2 separate regions of the Mus musculus genome follow, and region 1 is linked to region 2. Evidence: chromatin contacts called from public HiChIP or PLAC-seq data. All regions are on one chromosome and are shown on one strand. Each heading gives the region's core, a stretch centred on a gene start, on an enhancer-like site or on the middle of the called end of the contact. The rest is flanking DNA. Distances are from core to core; before and after follow the strand shown.

Evidence for each region. HiChIP or PLAC-seq counts read pairs in DNA pulled down with a chosen protein or histone mark.
Region 1: an H3K4me3 HiChIP or PLAC-seq map of neural tube shows a contact between it and region 2, with 6 times the contacts expected there. The contact joins the enhancer-like site here to the promoter of A230077H06Rik in region 2. A contact is called at or near these places in 2 of 39 promoter capture datasets (hippocampal neurons and liver), 5 of 115 datasets of contacts at active chromatin or transcription factors (astrocytes, embryonic hindbrain, forebrain and 2 more) and 1 of 9 other capture datasets (embryonic stem cells).

The regions. Positions count from the first base shown.
Region 1 is chr7:40,176,304-40,181,683 of GRCm38.p6, forward strand. No RefSeq gene overlaps it. Among named protein-coding and RNA genes, the nearest start is that of Gm38996, 120 kb to the right of the region's middle. Within about 2 kb of position 1,483, at least 2 of the 459 cell types and tissues checked have an H3K27ac peak or open chromatin away from gene starts, as enhancers often do. A contact at or near this core is called in neural tube, where this site is marked.
Region 2 is chr7:40,895,863-40,901,042 of GRCm38.p6, forward strand. It overlaps A230077H06Rik (RIKEN cDNA A230077H06 gene), which reads right to left and starts at 2,462. Exons shown (of 5, transcript NR_040329.1): 1 at 2,337-2,462. It overlaps Vstm2b (V-set and transmembrane domain containing 2B), which reads left to right and starts at 3,416. Exons shown (of 5, transcript NM_021387.3): 1 at 3,416-3,587; 2 at 4,142-4,326. The coding sequence starts at 3,506.

The DNA.
Region 1 (5,380 bases), core at 233-2,732, 720 kb before region 2:
TTGACAATATCATTGGGTTCATAGTTACACTTTTATTATTCTTCATCATAAATAAAGAAGATCACGAGGCATCACTTACTTTTGTTTATTTATTTCTGCAAAATTTTGCCATGATTCTTGCAGTCACTTACTTTTTGGCAAAACCCTTTCTGGCTTACTCTTGTCTTCTACATAAGGCACACCCAGGTAGGGATCTTTTGAAAGTAAGTGGCATACTTAATGTAATGTGAGAGAAATAGGGCACCTTGGGAAGCCTCAGGTCCTACTGACTGGATTTATGCCGTGACCTGGGGAGCAGGAAACAATTCTGGAGAAAATGGTAGGCAAGGCAAAGATAGCATGGATGGACCTCACCCAGAACCACTCTCTTTCATTTCATTCTGTGCTGAATAGCCACGCCTTTCTGAGTGGCCCAGGAAAATAGTAACAGTGTTTCAAAGATGGGTAAATGAGTTCAGAGCATTCATGCTGGTCACCAACCTCAGGGTGAAAGAGAGTCCGAGGATACTCAACACATTTGCTGTTTCTAGGCGGAGTTCCCTGCAGCGTGTTCCTGGAAAAATGCTTAATTCAGACTTGTAAATGCAGTATACACTTAGAGTATACACTGGAGGATTAGGTTTCATGATACCTTTAATGTGGGGTGAAAGAAAGTGTTGAGTTTCAGAGGACAGTTGGGAGTGAAGAGAAGAAAACATAAGCTTGACTTTGGTTCCGTTTAGAAGCTGGGCACGACGTAACTCATAATTAGGACAACTAATTTTTTCAGCACTTACTTCCATATGCCAAGCCTTTTAAACACCACATCTTACTTAGTCCTCCTGACAGCTGCAGTAAGTAGATCAAACCCAGACTGAGACTCCAGCTCATCCTTAATGAAAAACAGCTGAGCTTGCTCCTCAGCCTACTCTGTACAACTCCCCAATACACCCAAGAAATGGTGTGCCTTAGTTAGCGTTCTATTGCTGTGAGGAGACGCCATGACCAGAGCAGCTTTTATAAATGAAAGCATTTAATTGGGCCTTGGTCACAGTTTCAGACGTTTTACCCATTCTCAACCCCCTGGGAAGCATGGCAGCACACAGGCAAACATGATACTAGAGAATTAGCTGAGAGTTCTACATCTAGATCAGCAGGCTGCAGCAGGAAGAGAAAGCCACTGGGCTTGACTTGGGATTCTGAAATACCAAATGCCAACCCCAGTGACACACTTATTCCAAATAGGCCAGGCCCACCCCCAACAAAGCCTACTCCAACAAAGGCAGACAGCCTAATTCTTTCAATTAGTGCCATTCCCTAAGCATTCAAATACATGAGCCTGGGGGGGGGGGGCATTCTTATTCACTACAACAACTGGCTGCACCTGAAAACAGCCTTTGCTTTTAACAGCTCTTTCTGTAGGCAGATGTGAAGCGCTGTTTGCCAAGGACCACTTGGGTGTATCTGTGCTTATCATCTGAAACTGGACCTTGATCCCAAGTGTTGAGGAGTTGGAAGGCAGCCCTATAATGATGAAATTTACCCAGTAGAAGACAAGTCTCTAACATGCAGTGTATATCATTTATAGAAAAATCTCTAGATGACATGTTCCCTTTAATAGCACAAAGGGACTATTAGCTGCAAATTGCAGGAGAAGCGTGTAAGGTCAGCCTGGAAACTCTGGCCTTGAATCACTACTTTACTTACCAAGTCATGTAATTAAAATAAAAGAAAACTCAAGCCATTTGCTTTTATATAGTAGATTTCCAAAGCACATTTGTTAGGCATTGTTTAAATCCTCTCTAACTCTTCATGGGAGGAAAGGGACCATTAAAAGTTTATATCTAACCTCAGGTAATGCTGTCGATTCATTAAATAAACACTGTTTCAAAGCATGAAGGAAGATGGTGAGGGGCAGTTTCAAATTAATGAAAAGCAATAAACATGACTGTCCAAGAGATAAGTACCAGAGAGTAAGAGTTAGAGGTGATGTTAGATATAGCTGCTTGGTTGACAAGGATTAGACTCTCTGTTGCTCCTTAATGTTCTGGGAGTATATGTCATATATTATATGTGTATATATATGATATATGTATGTATGTATATATATATGCATATATGTATATATATAAATTAGCGATACATATAACATTCATAATAAACATCGCTGATTATCAGAAAAAGAAGAGGTGGGCCCCATTTTATCTTCCAATTGTCCAAAATGTCTCTACTCCTCATGCAGGATGTTGCAATACAGCTGAAGCCCAGGTTGCAGGTCTTAAGGCCTTTCTGAGGAGAAAAAAAAACCTCAAACACAGCCATATATGTTTGTGACAAAGTATATAAAAGAGAAGTCTCTAGAACTGGAGGATTTTGACACTACAAAAGGAGCGTCTTTATTCCTGGGATTTATAGAATCCCAGGATTCTATGCTTTGTCTGGACCTTCGCAGTGTCCTTTGACTAGGACCCAGGGATACTTTTCTACCTCTTGATTCTGTTTAGCTGCATGATTTGCTTAAACCATCAGGATGCTGATGGATACGATCCAAAAAGGGCTTCAACAGCACTTGTGTAAATGGCTCTTCTTCCTTGGCTCTCTGTCAACTGCTGTGAAGAAGGAATATGGATAATCTACTTGTTTCTGAAGACTATGAAACAAAGAGCAGAGGCATCTCCAAAGAACTCAGCAAACCATTTTGTTCTGAACATACCTCTTGACTTTGAAGAGACTGAGCCTTTGCTAGACTTTGCAAGCAAGTTAATAATACACCTTGAGATCATTTAAAACTAAATTTCAATTTTCTGTCCTACTCTGGACTCAGCCTGTTTAAGTTAATCCACCTTTAAAAACAATGTATCCAACCATACTCTGCCTTGGGTTTTACATTTAGTAAGCTTTTACAACCTAAGGTAAATGTATAGCTTTAATCCTGAGCTATGTATTCCTATATGCCATTGACCCATAAGAATGTATGTGTACATGTGTGTGTTGTGAAAATCATATGGTGAAAATAGTCAACAGTTGAAATAAACCTTACACAACTAATATTTCATAAATGTTGGAAGCCACTTGTGGATATAAGTTGATAACATCTGTGTGTGGTTTTGTTGAGTGCTATTCTGGGTCAATAAAATAACTTATTTTCCTGTAAAACTCTGTTAAGGATTTTTGTAGAAAAGCATCTTTCATTCCATTCTCATACTTTATTGTTTGTGCTGTTCAATAAATATAGACAAAGCATTTTGTTAACAGCAGGCAACACAGGCAGACAACAGTATAGAGACCCTCTCTCTCTCTCTCTCTCTCTCTCTCTCTCGCTTTCACACACACACACACACACACACACACACACACACACACACACACACACACACACACACATACACACACCAGAAGACAACAGACATGATGCTATGGAGTAGAAATTACAGTTAGATGGAGAACAGAAGGAAAGAAGAACAAGTAGAGAATTCAAGTCTGGGCTTCCTTTTGTTCTAAACTATTCCATGATTTCATTCCTTAACTACATCCACACATCCTTGCATCTATATCAATGGTTCTTTACCTTCTAAATGCTGTGACCCTTTAATTCAATCCATCATGTGTGATGACTCCTAACTATAAAATTATTTCATTGCTACTCATAACTATAATTTTGCTCCTGGCATGAATTACATATCTAATATGCAGGATATCTTATAAGTGACTCCAAAGGGGTTGTGATCAACAGTCTAAGAGCCTCTAATCTATATAATCAATGAATGCTATTTTAAGCAACAGAATTTGCTTAATGTCTCACATAGATTTTGTTGTTGTTGTTGTTGTGGCAATAGCTACCTAATATGTATATTACAGCAGGTGGATATTGATGTCATAGCAATAAGATTATATGTGGCAGCTTATTTTGATTTTTCAGATCAAACCTTATTTTCCAACCTTCTCTGAAGAAGGGGTGTCCCATAGAAGTATAAAGTTTTATCTGTCCCATTTGCCTGATCAATTGTAGGTTATGTGTGTTTTATCTTGGTAAGTTCATGTGAAGTAGATTATAAAAGACTTACACTATCATAAGTCTCAGTGTTTTGGTTATTTTGTTTGTTTTATCTTTTTTTTTTATTAAATAAGAATTTCACTTTGTAGTCATGGCTGGCCTTGAACTCACACTGATTCTCCTGCCTCAGCCTTCTAAGTGCTGGGATTATGAACATGAGTCATCATTCCCAGTTTGTTATGATTATTTCTCTTTATCTTTATTTATATTTATATTATATAACATATATTTATTTATATTATTTATATTTATCTTATAAAACACATCAAAATAGCAAGTTTTGTATGAACAAATTCTGAGATGTGTATGAAAATACAGTGGGTAAAATGATCTGATACTCCCTTAGAGAAAACATAGCAATGAGCAAACAGAAATAATGTTTAGATGCAGCATGTTGCCGCATGACTTTCTCAAAGTTCTTTACGGTTAATTATGCCTCCCCACATTCCTCCCTCTACTTTCTCCTCCCATCTTCCACCCCACACAATCTTTCTGGCTTCATTAATCCCCACTATTCCTTCACCCCATCTAAATTCCACCTCCCCTTCACTGAGAGTCATAAATTTATTTTGTCAATATTTTTAAAGTTTGAGTGTGTATGCGTGCATGTGTATGTGTGTATGTGTATGTGTATATGTATGTGTATGTATGTCCATTCACATGAGTGCAATGTATGGAAGTCAGAAGATAACATTGGGTTCCCTGGAGTTGTAGTCATATAGTTAGTTTTACACTACCCAATTTAAATGCTGAAAGCTGGATTTGAGTTCTTTATAACAACAATTTCCTTAACCAAAGAGATCCCTTTGTGTTAGGTATCTCTTACACATTTAAATGTGGCCCCAATCATTTAATTTTAGACTATAAATCTATGACTGATTTGCTTCTTTAGGGCAAGGCTATGGAGATTACATCTGAGGAAAGATTCCTGCTATTAATATGCTTTTCCTTTTATTTTTAAATATATATAACAACCACTAGGTATTAGTCCACCCTTTTGCCCACCTTGTTTGCTTATTGTTAGGATTTCTGCAGAACAACAAAGATGTACTGTCTTGTAGTGATGCTATAGAGGCATATAGATGATTTCTTAATTCTTAGTGATGATTCTATAAGAATTCCTAAAATTATCTGGTAATTATTAAGATCTTTTACACTAGGACTATTATTAAGTCCTTTCTGATGTCACAACTGCATTTCGGACTGTGCCAGTCCTCAAGTATCATGAGTTAATTGCTTCTGAGATAGAAAGCAGGCATCTACAACTTAGAGCACATTCCAAGAGGTTGGAAAAAATTAACCAAAGGTCATAAAAAGGGAACTAAGGGTTTACTATAAGCACAAGAA
Region 2 (5,180 bases), core at 1,212-3,711:
AGGAAAAAATCTGGCTCTCTTTTCAGAGGTAGTAGCCAGGCCAGAACAAGGTAGGAATCCCAGAGCTCCTGCCTATCACTAGGAAACTCCAGCAAAGGCGGCCAAGAGCCACTCTTGGCTACTGAAGGTGTTCATTCTTGACTCTAGCACACCTGTATGTTAAAGGTAGTGAGGAAGGTCATATTCTGTCCTCCATCTACCTGGGCAGGCAAGCAGCTTCTATTAACACAGAGCTGAATAGGTCAGCTCTGCTCTTTTTCAGGAGCTCTAGGTTTTCTTGATGTGGAAGATGGTTGTATATGTTGGAAAGAAAAAAAAAGGAATGAAAAAGAGAAGGGAGAAGAAAAAATAACCCAAAGTAAGAAAGACCTAGGTTGACTTGGCCAGTTGTGTGATTTTAGGAAAGTTCCACAAGTTCTCTGAGCCTTAACTACCTCGCCCCAAACATGCACCGAAACCACCTCATCTAGCTATCCCTGTGCTGAAAGCCAGAGACGCCCCAGTGACCAATGTAGACAAAAGCTTTGCAGACATTAACCAAGGACGACAATAAGTAAAAGACATTGAATCGTATTACGGAAGGTGATTACTTCCAAGGAAAGGGACATAAAGACAAACAGGGAGCCCTGAGGGAGGGAGCTCCAGACTGCAGAGTTAAACATCAGTTAGAGGTAGGTGAGCCTAGCTAAGAAAGTGTCCTCCTTACAAAAATCAGAGCATGAATATTAGGAAGAGGTATATCTTAGCCAGATAGCGTAGCTGATGCAAAGGCCCTAGGGTGGGCCTAGTGTGTTGCACTGCAGGAGGGAGGATCTTGTCCAGAGAGGAGCCAGGGGAAGGATAGAAGGGAGGGAAAGGTAAAGATGAAGAAGGCAATCAGTTGACCTTGGGAGTCCCCTGGTATTTGTACTGACTGGAGCGGGAGCCACTGTAGGCTTCTGAGTAGGAGAGGGTGGTCTTATAGGTTTGATAAGGACCTCTTAGCTGTCATGTTGAGAACTGATGCATAGAAAGTGTGCACCCAGTGTCTGCTATGTGACACGCACACGATGTCAAGCAGCTATTACTATTATTCTACTACGACAGTAACACCAACGTATGACACAGGCAAAAAAATCCCCACCAGACAGAACGGGTGGAAAGAATCCACAGACCTTCAGAGTGACCAAAGCGTACCTCCCTGTAGCTGCTGGCATCCCTCCAGCAAGCCTGGTCACTGGCCATCAGTCCTTGATTGAATCTGGTACTGGGAGAGAAACTCACTGCCTCTCCAAACAAGCCAATGCACAGTGGGATAGCTCATGTCATCATATCCCTGCTTGGAATCAATTCTCCAACTGCTCCCTTAGAAACCTGCCATGGTCCTCCTGTGTAGCACGATGCAAGTCTGCCCCCTCCCTTCAAAAGCTGAGGACGGCAAGAGACCTGCAAGGTCTTGCATTCACAGACCTATGGTGGTTTCTAAAGAGTGGTGGAATGTTCAGGGGGAGGCAGGCCAAAGTATGTATACATATATGTAGAGGGAACAGGCAATGGGGACCCTGAATGAAAGGTCTACAAGGCTTTCTGCTCACAGAGCATCAGCGAGTGACCACAGGGTGAAAATGACCCATTGGCCACATAAGGAAGAGGAGGGGCAGAAGAATGCAGTGCCCGTGGTCCTCACTGGTGAGGGGAAAGCTTACAAAGAGCTACCAGCTTCTTCTCTGGAACTGTGTTCCTGTTGTCTTAGACAAGGGTGGCCACTGGGAAATTATTTCCTTTTTGGTCTTCTGTCTTCACTAACCAGTAGCTCATTGTCAGAGATACTTGGAGAGCTCTAGCATTCAGGGGAAGTTCACTGGGATGTGCCTCCATAAGTTAAGATAAAGCCAAGTAATGAGACCAGACCAGACCACTAGCTGGGGGATCCCTTGAGGAAGAGAGAGACCCAAGGAGAGCTCTATGGCTCTCCCAAGCCCTTGTGCCTGGACTGAACTATCTCATCCACCCACACACCCCTTAGGAAGGCAGACTGAACTCTCTAGGTGGCTAAAAGATATGACCCATTCTAGGTGAAGGCCAGGGAAGGTTCAGGGATACAGAAGATGCAAGCGTGGAGGATGGGCTCTGGAACGTGTACTCCACCTCTGCCTGCTTCCACCCGGGGGCTGGAGGATCCCCTTTGCTTTGGGTACAGAGTGGGAAATGGCCAGGAAGAGCTTGCTTGCAAGGACACAGGGACTAGCCCTCTCTCTGGGCAGGAAGACGGTCCCCACCCAGAAACCTCCTGAGCCCTGAGTCGTGCCCGGCGCTCCCCATTTCACCCCACCCGCACCACCTCTGCTGTCACTCACGGCCACTGCCTGCTGGCTCCCTGGTGCGCTCCGCGCCACAGGCACCTGCTCGCCCGGCGCTGGACGCTCAGTTCTTGTTCCCACACTGCGGACTCCTAGTCTTCACTGTCACTTGGTCTTGCTGCTGGCCGGACATAGCACTCCTCCCTTCTTGCATTCCCCTGGAGCCCACCCACCCGCCATGGCCCGGGTCTGGGCCAAAGAGTGGCGTGGCTCGTGGTCCAAACCTGGGTAAGGAGTTGGAGACACTGGGGGCTGCGGAGAGGGTGGGGGACACACAGAAAGCAGGGTGGAGCAGCTGTCTCCAGAGATGGACACTGGGAAGAAGCCAGGAGTTTGGGTGGGAGGACCCCCTAAGCAAAGCAGACGCGGGGTGGGGTTGCGCTGCAGCTAGAGAGATGGTGGTCGCTACGAATGACCCCGCGGCGGGGGCGGGAGGTGGGGGACGACGGGGTAGGGGCGGGGCGGACTCCGAGAGGAGGGCGGGGGTGATGCTGTGGAGGAGGCTGCTCGCCACCCAGCCACTGACCGCCCCCTCCATTCCTCTCCCCTCCCCCCTTTCCCCGCCTCTCTCGGGCTGCGGGTCGGCCACGCTGGACCCGCTCTCCCCGCGCTGCGCTACGGTCGGACGCCAGGTCTGCACGCCGCGGCTGAGCGCCCACTCGCCTTGAAGAGTGAGCGGTGGAGAAACCAGCGGGGGCGGCGGCGGGAGAGCTCCCCGGGAGTCGGAGGAGGTGGCAGTCGGGAGCCCAGCCAGAAGGAGACCAGGAGGCAGACGTTGGTGCCTTACAGGCACTCACTCCCTTCTCCAAGGATGGATCCTGGCGCAGTCCGGCAGTTTCCTGGCCCGCCCGCCAGAGTCTGAACTGCGGATCCCTATTCTCCTGTGGAGCACCGGACTGAAGGAGGTACAGACCGAAGGATCCTCCTGGAGGGACCTCGTCTCCTGCGTCCCCCGCGTAGCGCCCCCCGCCGGAGCCGCGCCGGGCCAGCCGGCAAGGAAGCTGGGCTGATTGGCGGCCGCCGGCGGCCAGGGGAGGGGGCGCCGTGCGGGGCCATGGCAGGCTCCGAGGCGTCCTAGCCGGAGCTCGAGCCGGAGCCGAGCCCAAGCTGCCGCCGCCGCCGCCTCTCCGCGCCGGGCCCCCGCCGCCGCCGCAACCCTGCGGGAGATGGAACAGCGGAACCGGCTCGGCGCCCTCGGATACCTGCTACCTCTGCTACTGCACAGCCTGCTGCTCTTCGTGGCCGACGGTGAGCGCGGGAACTTCGCGGCCGCGATGGGCTCAGGGGACCCTTTGCTAAGGCCACGGAAGTCTGCCCGCTGGCCACCGCGGAGGAGGAAAGGAAGCGGCAGGCTTTACGGTCTCCAGCAATTCGGGTGTGCAACCCAGGCTGGGAGTGGGTAGGAGCACGAGCGCAGAAGAGGGTCTCTGCAGCTGTGGCGTCCGCTTAGGGAGTCCTTTCACCCAGTCCCCGCTAAGCAGAGGAGGCCTGCAGCAAGCCAGAGTTGGCGCTTCCCAGCCCAGCTCCAGTGATACGGCCCTACCTCCCCTAAACCCTGCACGACCTGGAGGGGAGTAGCCTGCAGCAAGTGGCGGACCCCCGCTGCCACCTTTGCAGCTGCTCCCTGAACTTTGCTGGAGCCTCTCGCCCAGGGTCACTTAGTAGCTGGGGACAGGAGTGTGGGTGAGCCCAAGGCCCGGTAGCAGGAGACCGACCGCCTCAGCCTCGGGTAGCCCCAAGCTCTCCCAACCCTACCCCCACCTCGCCTATCCCCTGGTCACGCCTCTCTCTCCCGCCCCCAGCTACATTCACCGAAGTCCCCAAAGATGTAACCGTGCGAGAGGGTGACGATATCGAAATGCCCTGCGCGTTCCGGGCCAGCGGAGCCACCTCTTACTCGCTGGAGATTCAGTGGTGGTACCTCAAGGAGCCTCCCCGGGAGCTGTTACACGAGCTGGCGCTCAGCGTGCCGGGCGCCCGGAGCAAGGTAATCCGCTGCCCTTCGCTGCACCCGTGCTTACCCGACTTCTTCCAGTGGAAGTGAGGGGTACCTCCACAGGGCGCTGCCCTGTCGCTCAGCCACCTCCCGTCCTCTGTATCTCCACAGTATTGACAAAGTAAACGGATGTCCCCGGATGCTATAGGTTCTTTATCACTCTTTCCCCTTCTCGCCCAGCCCCTGAAAACCTACACACACCTGGCCCAATTTTCCTGCTCATGCAAGCTAGCTTTGGGACTATACTCTGATGGGTGCTAGCGTGAGAAAAAAAGCAGATCACTTGATTCTGGCAGGCTCTCTTCTGCCACTCTGGGGTCCCAGGGCCAAGGAGTTCAGCTCCTTCAGATTGTGTTTATGTGGTAGAGAAGAGGGTACTAGAGCATGGTAGCCAGCAGGTCACTCACCTCTAGCTTCCATAGGGTCTGAGAAACAGCTCCACCCTCAGTGGCTGGAATACTTTACAACCTGCCCCATAGCTCACACCATCATTTACACACCCACCTACCTACAGTGTCCCCAGAATCCCACTCAGTGTTCCTGTTCTCATCCTCCTCTGGCACGTATCCACATACCAGACTGTCAAGGCCTTCATGATGTTGGACCTTCCATCCAGTGTTCGGTTCCAAGTGGAGAATTTAGAGGAAATGATGAGGTCCCCTTGGCTGTCCAGCATCCCCACTCTCCCAAGCAGACAGGTGTGTATGGGGCAGCCACTCCTCAGCCAAATGGTTTTAGCCAGGAAACCTACTTTTCTCTTGGCGCACTGCAGGAATCCTAATGTATTTGGTACCCTTCGCCATGCCACACCTCAGGCATGTCAAACCCCAGCTCACCTGCAGAAA